3 separate regions of the Mus musculus genome follow, and all the other regions are linked to region 3. A link is a contact called in public HiChIP or PLAC-seq and promoter capture Hi-C data. All regions are on one chromosome and are shown on one strand. The core of a region is the stretch at or near the end of the contact, and the rest is flanking DNA. Distances in the headings are between cores, read along the strand shown.

Region 1 (2,903 bases), core at 117-2,616, 230 kb after region 3:
CTGAACTGTGAGAACAGGAAGACCATGGTCCACCCAGAATGAGCAGGGGTAACACTTTTTCTATCACCTTTTGGTTCCTTTTGAAATTCATGTTGGCCATGTGAGGTGGTACATGCTTTTAATCCCAGCACTTGGGAGGCATAGGAAGTGATGCCTGTGGATTTGAGATCAGCTTGGTCTACATAGTGAATTCTAGGACAGGCCAGTCACTATGAATAGGGAGAACCGGTCTCAAAATAAAATAAAATAAGTCAATGGTATTCATTGGAGAACACCATAAAATATTAGCATATTTTGTATTTTATTATAGTATACATTTATATGTTCTATAAAATAGAAAGTATTGAAATGTATTCTTCCTGAGGAGTATGACTTTCCACTAGACCTTACATTTAGAGCTACTGATACCTCTGCTTTTGCAGGAGTGGTTCTATATAAAGAAGCAACTCAAAGAAATATTAGCACATAAAAAAATCCTAGGCCACCCTACTGTAACAGACTAGGTCATATGACAACACCACAGAGAAACAGCTACTTACAAATCTAGGTGACAAAACCCAACAAACATATTTACCTTTAAAAACAACAATCTAGTCAGGTGTGTTGGCACTCACTGGAGAGGCTGAGGCAGGAGAATTGCCATGAGGTCAAATCTAGCCTGGATTACACAGAATCTGTCCAAAAAATTCAAAGGGAGCCTGGCATGGTGTGTTTACATCTCTAATCCCACAAGTTGGCAGAGGCAGGCCGATCTCTTTAAATTTCAGGAGCGCCTGAGTTCCAGGCCAGTCAGGGGTACATAGTGAGACCCTGTCTAAACAGAACAGAACAGATCAAAACCAACCAAAATACGGGCAAGAGGGGTGGCTCAGCAGGTAAAGGTACATACCCCACAACTCTGGAAGGCTGAGTTTCCTAGATCCCATGCAAAGGTGGAAGGAAAGAAGTGACTTGAAAGTTGGTTTTGATATGTACACAACACCACACACACACACACACACACACACTTTTTAATCCCAGAAGAGAATAACAATAATCCAAGCATTTGTCAGAAGCAGAAAGTTGAGCCAAGAACAATGCTCTTTGCAGTTTGATCTGGCATGAGAGACTCACACTCCATACGGTGAGGCCTGTGCAACACAGCCGTTCCAATGTAACCCTTCCCCCACCCAAAGAACAACATCAGAAGCCAGCACTAAACAGATAATTAAAATGTCCTCTGATGGGCAATTATTTAGTCTGGATTAGAAGGGTCTTTACCTTTCCAGAAAGACTCCAGTCATACGATGCAGCTGTGAGACTGAGCGTTTGACTTTTCTGTTCCTAGTCTTGGTTTTCAGAAATGATGAAACAAAGTTTACTCCCACTGTCACTGTCACCCTCAGGCTGTGTCGCAAAGATATGTTTAAGCTCCAAGGCACAGACTTCCTCTTTGAGGCCAATGGTATTTTTTTTTCCCCTTTCCCTCATTTCCTTTTCTTTAGATTGGCTCTCTTCTCACAGAGCTAGGCTGGTCTCCACCTGCTGTGAATGATACTGCCTTTCTGATCCTCCTGAATACTAGGACCACAGCCTGAACCACCATGCCTGGTTTGTGTGGTGCTGGGATTAAACCCAGATCTCCATGAAAGGGAGGCAAGCACTCTACCAAGCGAGCCGTAGCCCCACCCCACCCTGTGGCACAGTTCTAAAGATCCTGTAAGCCATAAGAGTTGCTTGTATACATTTTCACACATGAATGCCAGAAGATCGAGGAAAGTTCATTTCTAGGGAAGAGTTTATTATTTAACGCCCTCCCCCCACCCCCGAAGTTTACTGACACCAGTATGACCTCATCACCAACAGCAAGGCCTTTATAAATTCCATCTGGCCTGATGAAGGAGATGAAGCTGAGATAGAAAAATGAAGAGTTACCTGTCAAAATTAAACAGTGGGAACTCAAGTGTATTCAGAGCATTGAAATACCTTTGGAGGGAACAGAAGATTAATATATATATATTTTATTTTTAAAAAAGATTTATCTATCAGTGACTGCATATCAAGTGACTTCTTTTGTGATTGGGTTACCTCACTAAGGATGATATCCTCCAGATACATCCATTTGTCCAAGAATTTCATAAATTCACTGTTTTTAATAGCTGCGTAGTACTCCATTGTGTAAATGTACCACATTTTCTGTATCCATTCCTCTGTTGAGGGACATCTGGGTTCTTTCTAGCTTCTGGCTATTATAAATAAGGCTGCTATGAACATAGTGGAACATTTGTCCTTATTACCAGTTGGAACATCATTGAGAAGAGAGGCCTCTTGGTCTTGCAAACTTTATATGCCCCAGTACAGGGGAATGCCAGGGCCAAGAAGTGGTAGTGGGTGGGTAGGGAAGCAGGGCAGGGGGAGGGTATAGGGAACTTTCGGTATAGCATTTGAAATGTAAATAAGGAAAATATCTAATAAAAAATGAAAAGAAATTTACCTATTCAAACTTGCAAGTATTAAACAATGTTATAGAAGAATTAAAAAAAAAAGATTTATTTATTTATTATATGTTAGTACACTGTAGCTGTCTTCAGACACTCCAGAAGAGGGTGTCAGATTTTGTTACAGATGGTTGTGAGCCACCATGTAGTTGCTGGGATTTGAACTCAGGACCTTCGGAAGAGCAGTCAGTGCTCTTAACCACCGAGTCTTCTCTCCAGCACCCAAGATTCATTTATTTATAAGCATTTACTAGGAAAATACTATCAGGCAGATGCCACAAACCACCTAAGGATTGGTGGACGGGATTAGGCAGTGTATTTGGGATCTTGCCAATGGCGTAGGAGTAAGCACTGGTAGGAGAAGCTATAAAGAGTAAACACAGATGAGCTGAGTCTGAGTGTGGGAGGTCTTTACATTTAAACCTG
Region 2 (3,034 bases), core at 15-2,514, 210 kb after region 3:
ATAAATTCTGTTACGAAATATAAGGCAAATAGTCAATATTTTTTGGGGTTGTGTGTGCACATGTTCCTGTGTGAGAAGGTGCACATTAGTGTGTGGTGGTGGTGGTGGTGGTGGGGGGGTGCGTGTGAATTTTGCATGTGAAGGCCAGAAGACAAATTCAGATATCCCTTTCCTACCAAGGTGGGTACTGCCCACCTTGTTTATTTTGAAACAGATTCTCTTTTGTTTTTGTTTTTCGAGACAGGGTTTCTCTGTGTAGCTCTGGCTGTCCTGGAACTCTCGTAGACCAGGCTGGCTGGCCTCGAACTCAGAAATCTGCCTGCCTCTGCCTCTGAAACAAATTCTCTTAACTGGCCTTGGGCTCAACACTTAGTCTAAGCTGGCAAGGCCCAGGTATCTGGCTATTTCCCCAGGGCTATGGTTGTGAGTGTAGGCCATAGCTGGGGGGGGGGGGGTTTGCTATGGGATTAGAGACTCTCCCTAACTCTGTCAATCCTTTTCCAACCACTGAGATTTTAAGTGCCCCTTGGCTCTGAAATTCTGTGAAGTGGCTACTACAGTTATTTTTATCTCAGTGTGAAGGTGCAGTTGATCATGGTGGATAAGGCATAATGGTGTGAGGGTGAGGCACCTGGTCATAGTGTCTCTGTGGTCTGGAAAACAAAAGTTGACCATTGACCAAGTATGACAGACATACTTTTACTCCCAATATTGGGGGGGTAGGATATGGCGGGGGGCAGAGAACTCTGTGAACCCAAGGCCAGCCCTGTCTATGTAGTGAATACTAGGCCAGCCAGGAATACACAGTGAGACCTTGGCAGGAGGAGATGGGAGAAGGAGGAAAAAACAAAACAAAACAAAACAAGATTGATCATCGCGTCGTACTTGAGGCTCAGTCACTTGACTGGAGCCCTGCAGCCCCACCCTTGCTTTTGCCTCTCTGAATCTGAAGCTACCCACAGAGTCTCACTCCCAGAGACAACGTATTGATTTGATGAGAACCTCAGGACAATGGTTCCAATTAAGCAAAGAGAAGCGGGAACCTGAAAGTGGAATTAGCTATTCCTGACGTTCGTCTAAAGCCTTGTCCTTGTCCTGAGCTCGGTCACCTAATTCCTCTTGTCATCATTTCAGCAGTGGTCCCTTCTTTCTCATTCTTCACTCCAGAAGAATCAAGAGCTCGGGGCTTCCCCTTACTGAGTCTCTGATTTAGTTTGAGAGCAGCTCCAGGAAGAGGCCCTGGGCTTGCTCCGGGGTGTCACAACCTCTGCTCAGTTGGCTGGACGGTGAGGGGGAAGTGCTGTAGAGTCTTGGTTTCCTGGTACTCTTCACACTGCACCTCTTGACTTTTAATTTCAAGCTCCATTATTGTGACATCGCTCAGTCTCCCCTTTGTGAGGAGGCTTGATTCAAAGTAATCACTTGACTCCAGTGGGAAGGACCATCACGGCCGGGCTTGCTGGTATCGTTAGACCCATGCCTATGAGGTTCTGAGAAGGACTTTGACTTTCTTTTTTGTTTTCTTTGTCCCTCTGACTACCACTGGTGGCTCGCTGGGACCTGGGTGGTTTCATTCTTGCCAAGAGAGAATAAAGAGCTATGCCAGCTCGGAAGAAGCCAAAACCTGGGGCCCAGAAGAAGCTGAAGCCTGGCGTGTGAAAAATACTCATTTAGCATAGAGTATTTAGCAAAGGCAAACCAAAAATTTCTGGCTACAACTGAGTAGCTCCACTCTGGTTTCAGGTTTAGAGATCAGTGTGCCAGGGGTCTTCCCATGAGGCTTGCCTCTGGCCAGCAAGTTTTCATCCTAAAAGGAAAACTGGGGAGTTTTCTCTAAAGAGAAAAGGTACAGAGACACACAGACAAATATAGGGGTGGGTTTCCTCTCTTTCATATGAAGACACTGAACAAATGTACATGCCAAATACATGGGTTTATTACTTTGCTTTTTAAAAATACAAGTCAAGTGGAAATAGAGACTAGCCTACCAAGAGTCAGCCAAAAGCTTTTTCTCCTCTTCCATTTTTATTACATTTGTGTGTGTGTGTGTGTGTGTGTGTGTGTGTGTGTGTGTGAGAGAGAGAGAGAGAGAGAGAGAGAGAGAGAGAATGAGAGAGAGGAGACAACACAATGGAAAGAGGTTTTCATTGCTACTCACTTAAACTGCTGTGTGCGCTCCTCATTTGTAACATGGGACTAATAACATCCATGCCATGTGGACGTGTGGCTATGTGGCAGGGCATGTGTGACAGCACACGTGGAGGTCAGAGGACAGTTTTGTGGAGGCGGTTCTCTCCATTTTCCATGTGGGTTCTCAGTAACCTATGTACTTTTCCTCCCCTGAATCTAAAGATCAATCATAGCCTTAAGAGAGAGCGCGGGGAACAGAATGGACAGCTCCAGAATGGACAGCTCCAGAATGGACAGCTAACACTGACTGTAGGATCTTCATACCCCTGTCTTCTTATTTGTTTTATTTTTTTGATTTTTCCAATTTGAGACAGAATCTCCTGTCATTCAGGTTGTCCTTGAACTTGATATATATATAGCAAGCATGACCCTGGATCTGTGACCCAAACAGACCAGGAGGAGATAATAAATGCTTACTACTGTCTATGTTACTCAGAAAATAATAATTGATTTCTTAAAAAAATGCAGTCCTTCCTTATCTCTGTTGATACTAGATACAAACCAGTCAGTGTTGTCCACATACTGTAATTCCAGCTCCTTGGCGATGGAAGCTGGAGGCTCCCAGGTTCGGGGCCATCCTTGATCTCGCATGAGATTGATTGCTGGGTCAGACATCTGAAAGCTTGACCCTACCAAAGTGACTCAGGTGTCGGGAGCCATTTGTTTGCTTCTGAGTGAAAACTCAGGCAGAGTCAAGGCAGGTCAGGGTTTCCTGGCAGATTTCCCGACTGCTGAGACTTGGAACTATAGGAGAGAGGTACACTTGAAGCTCAAGGCAAGGGGCTGAAAGTTCTATTGACCTTGGTGGAAGAAACAGGGAGGCCCCCTGGATAAGAAGCAATTG
Region 3 (3,193 bases), core at 594-3,093:
AAAGGCAGTTTTGTAGGGCTGGAGAGATGGCTCAGTGCTTAAGAGCATTTGCTGTTCTTCCAGAAAACCAAAGTTCCATTTCTAGCACTCACAAGGAAGGAAGGAGAGTCAAAATTGCTTGTAAACAGCTGCTCCAGGGGGAGGGTGTGGGATTTGTACCTTCATTTGGCCTCCCAGGGTACCTGCACACATGTGGCACACACATACATAAAAATAAATCTTTAAAAAGGCAGAGAGGTTTGTAAGGAGTATGATATGTTAGACTCACAAGGGTTTAAATGATATGCAGGGGAAACTGAGGCCCAGGAAAGCATTTGAGTTGTTGCCCCAACCACAGTGCTACATTTTTGTCAAGAGCTCAGACTGCTTGCCTCTCCTGGCAGTTCAACCACAGCCAGTACCCTAAATTCCAAAGATGTTCATGCCCAGGTTTCAGGGATGGAGAAAACCACAGATCTGCAAATGTTTACCGAGAGCTCCTTACAACCGGCTGCTGTTCTGCAGGGTGAAGATATAACTGTGTAAAAGGGGTGGGGCTTCAGGGTGGGGAACCCACCTCTGTTTCCTAGGAGGGTCATGGTGGAGGATGCTGCTCTGACCCACTACTTTCTTGAACTGATTCAACAGCACCAACACCGTCCAGCCTAACTTTCTGACTGGCACATCACTCTGAAGAGGAGTGAGAAGATAGGCCAGGAGCATAGTCACAGTCACCAAGTTCTTCACCTACCCCCTAAATGTTTTTGAAGAAGTGATCTTGGCTGGCATCAAATGAATGTCCACAGTGTCTGCTTTCTCCCTTCGCGGCTTCTCTTGCATCCTTTTGGTTCTGTCTCACACAGACCACCAAAATCTTGCCAGGGGCAAACTTTCCCCTATTAATTTTCTTGAAACAAAGCAAAGCAAATTGTTACTAATTACTCTGGCAGGCCGAATGGTGAGGTGTTTGCTCACCGAGGGTAACTTAAGTCAGGCAAGTGGCCAGGAGGCCGGCTTTAGAAGTATCGAGTTGGACTGGCCTGCAGAAGCACCCCTTTCGCTGTGCCCCAACTCCACCCCTTACACCCCTAGGAGTTACTGCATGGGTACCAGGGAAATGCCTGTCAACTATCCTCAGAGCGTCCTCAAGTCCTCTTCTCCCCTATTCAAGAAGGCCAGCATTAGGGAGTTCTAGGAAGGGAAAGGCCTGTTTCTCCACTCCCTGCCAACTCTATTGAAACAGCTCCCAACACCCCATCTTTAAATCTTCCATTAAAATTCGCTCTCTGAAGTGACTATCCTCATATTTACTTGTTTGTCTCATAGTTCCTTCTCCTCCACGATAAAAGTTATGCAAGGCTGAGACCTTGTCTCTCTTACTCAGTATCACCAGGTCTACCTTGAACACAATAGACTGCCACACCAGCTGAGACCTAGCGGAAGCCGCTTCCTTCCGCTAGCGCTAGAGAGGAGTGGGCCCGGAGGAGATGAAATGGAGCCGTGAACTTCCAGGACCCTCTTTAGAAAGAAAAGGCTTCTGAGGGATTTAAGGGGAAGGCAAAGGAGAGCGTTTTCTTCTCTGAAAGGAGTTAAGATTCAACACTGTGACCCTCCTGCCTAGTCCTAGTCCTCAATCCTAAAACTGCGTTCTTCCTTTATAATAGACAATGAATGCACTTGACTGGGGGCTTTGCCAGTTCCATGCCCCACAGAACCCAGAACCTAATCAAGACCTCTGCGAGTCTCCCAGTAGTTGCTGCTGTCTGCAAGGCCGGTGACAGACTTTCTCGGGTCGCCAGGCCCGAGCACCCCCCCTCCCCGACCGCTCTTCCCATTGGCCGAAGATACCCCTTCTGAGTTCTCATTGGCTGCTGCACTTTTCCTCCGCCCCTATCCCGGGCATTGAGCGGCAGCAGCGGGGAACGCCGCTCTAAGTCCCCACGCTGGAGCTGAGGCTCGGCTCAGCGCGGATAAGGGCGCGGAGCGCACTGAGAACCCTACTTTCTCGTGAGCCCGAGCCCAGCAAATGGGCGAATGACAAAGGAGAGCAAGGACATGGACTGCTATCTGCGTCGCCTCAAACAGGAGCTGGTAAGATCGGAGCAGGAGCCTGGGGACAGGGAGGACTGCTCCACCCAGACCTAGGTACCTGACTTGCCCCCCCCCCCCCCCCCCGCGCTCCGTGCACCGGGCGGAAGCGGAGAGGAGAGGGGAGGAGAGGAGAGGAGAGGAGAGAGGATGCCAACTGGTAGGTAGAGGCTAGGGACGTTGCTCAGAGGTAACAAACTTTGGCAAAGATTTCTGATGAGATATGGACAAGTAACAGGGAGTCAGAGCACCCAGATAAGTTGAATGTGACAGAACAACTGAAGAGAAAGGAGGACACACCCAGAGGGGACAGGCACACGGACGGAGTAAGGCTCAAGTGTCCAGAGTCGCAGGAATGACAGGCACAGGCATCGGGCGCCAGTGGTCGGGTGCCGGGCTCCTGAAGCGCGCAGACAGGTCCCTGCCCTGTGCAGGAGGTCAGGCTGGACTGCTCGCTCGCTCGTGGGGAGCTGGCACCGCCCGGGGCCCCCAGCTCTGCTGGGCTTGGCAGAGCTGGCGCGGCTGCGGGGGCAGGCTTGGCCGGCTGTCTGCCCGGGCTTGTCTGCCAGCAGGGAGGGGGGTGGCAGCTGTAATGACGGGGGAGGAGGGGTGCCGCCTGGCAGATCGCGGAGCGGGAGTTGTGGAGGCTCGGCCAGATGTCAGGTCTGGGCTTGGGGAGTGCGCTGGGAGTGTGCGGGGCCTCGGGGTGCTGAGGGTGAGTATGCTACCCTGGAGTGGGGGGATGAATCACTGAAGAGGGATAAGTGACTGTTAAGGCTGTGTTAGGGAAGCCAGGTGAATTCTGATTTCTTTCTCTTGCCTCTCTCTCCTCTTGTCTCTCTTCTCTCTCCTCTTTCCCCTCTCCCTCCTCCTTCCCCTCCTTCCCTCCCTTTCTCCCTCCCTTCTGGTTTTCCTTTACCACCAGGATTCAGACAGATAGGTAGGTAATGTGCGTCTTTTCTCAGCTCCGCCCGTCCCTTCTCCATCTAGACTGCCTTAGCTTCTACCTCCCACTCCACCTCTCAATGTCTCCTTCATTTTTATCTCCCATGGCAGTAGGCCCTCCTGGCTCACTTAGCTCCTTCTTTCTTCTATTCAGTCAGGTCACCCAGGCAGATCTGGATTC

What was found. HiChIP or PLAC-seq counts read pairs in DNA pulled down with a chosen protein or histone mark. Capture Hi-C pulls out chosen DNA fragments and counts their contacts.
Region 1: a promoter capture Hi-C map of liver shows a contact between it and region 3. The contact joins the promoter of I830077J02Rik here to the promoter of Inka2 in region 3. A contact is called at or near these places in 12 of 39 promoter capture datasets (the C10 cell line, cranial neural crest, embryonic stem cells and 7 more), 1 of 484 Hi-C or Micro-C datasets (bone marrow-derived macrophages), 6 of 115 datasets of contacts at active chromatin or transcription factors (the HPC-7 cell line, bone marrow-derived macrophages, fetal liver and 2 more) and 2 of 9 other capture datasets (adipose tissue and liver).
Region 2: a contact with region 3 is called in an H3K27ac HiChIP or PLAC-seq map of microglia, with 6 times the contacts expected there. The contact joins the enhancer-like site here to the promoter of Inka2 in region 3. A contact is called at or near these places in 18 of 39 promoter capture datasets (the 3T3-L1 cell line, 3T3-L1-derived adipocytes, the C10 cell line and 12 more), 11 of 484 Hi-C or Micro-C datasets (CD8 T cells, the G1E-ER4 cell line, bone marrow-derived macrophages and 7 more), 17 of 115 datasets of contacts at active chromatin or transcription factors (the HPC-7 cell line, bone marrow-derived macrophages, craniofacial prominence and 13 more) and 3 of 9 other capture datasets (adipose tissue, liver and pancreatic islet).

The regions. Positions count from the first base shown.
Region 1 is chr3:105,931,298-105,934,200 of GRCm38.p6, forward strand. It overlaps I830077J02Rik (RIKEN cDNA I830077J02 gene), which reads right to left and starts at 1,367. Exons shown (of 6, transcript NM_001033780.3): 1 at 1,261-1,367.
Region 2 is chr3:105,909,422-105,912,455 of GRCm38.p6, forward strand. All of the region lies in intron 1 of Tmigd3 (transmembrane and immunoglobulin domain containing 3), which reads left to right. Among named protein-coding and RNA genes, the nearest start is that of Adora3, 6.5 kb to the left of the region's middle. Within about 2 kb of position 1,265, at least 87 of the 459 cell types and tissues checked have an H3K27ac peak or open chromatin away from gene starts, as enhancers often do. A contact at or near this core is called in CD8 T cells, the HPC-7 cell line, bone marrow-derived macrophages and 3 more, where this site is marked.
Region 3 is chr3:105,702,756-105,705,948 of GRCm38.p6, forward strand. Inka2 (inka box actin regulator 2) reads left to right here and starts at 1,844. Exons shown (of 2, transcript NM_175398.4): 1 at 1,844-2,070. The coding sequence starts at 2,014.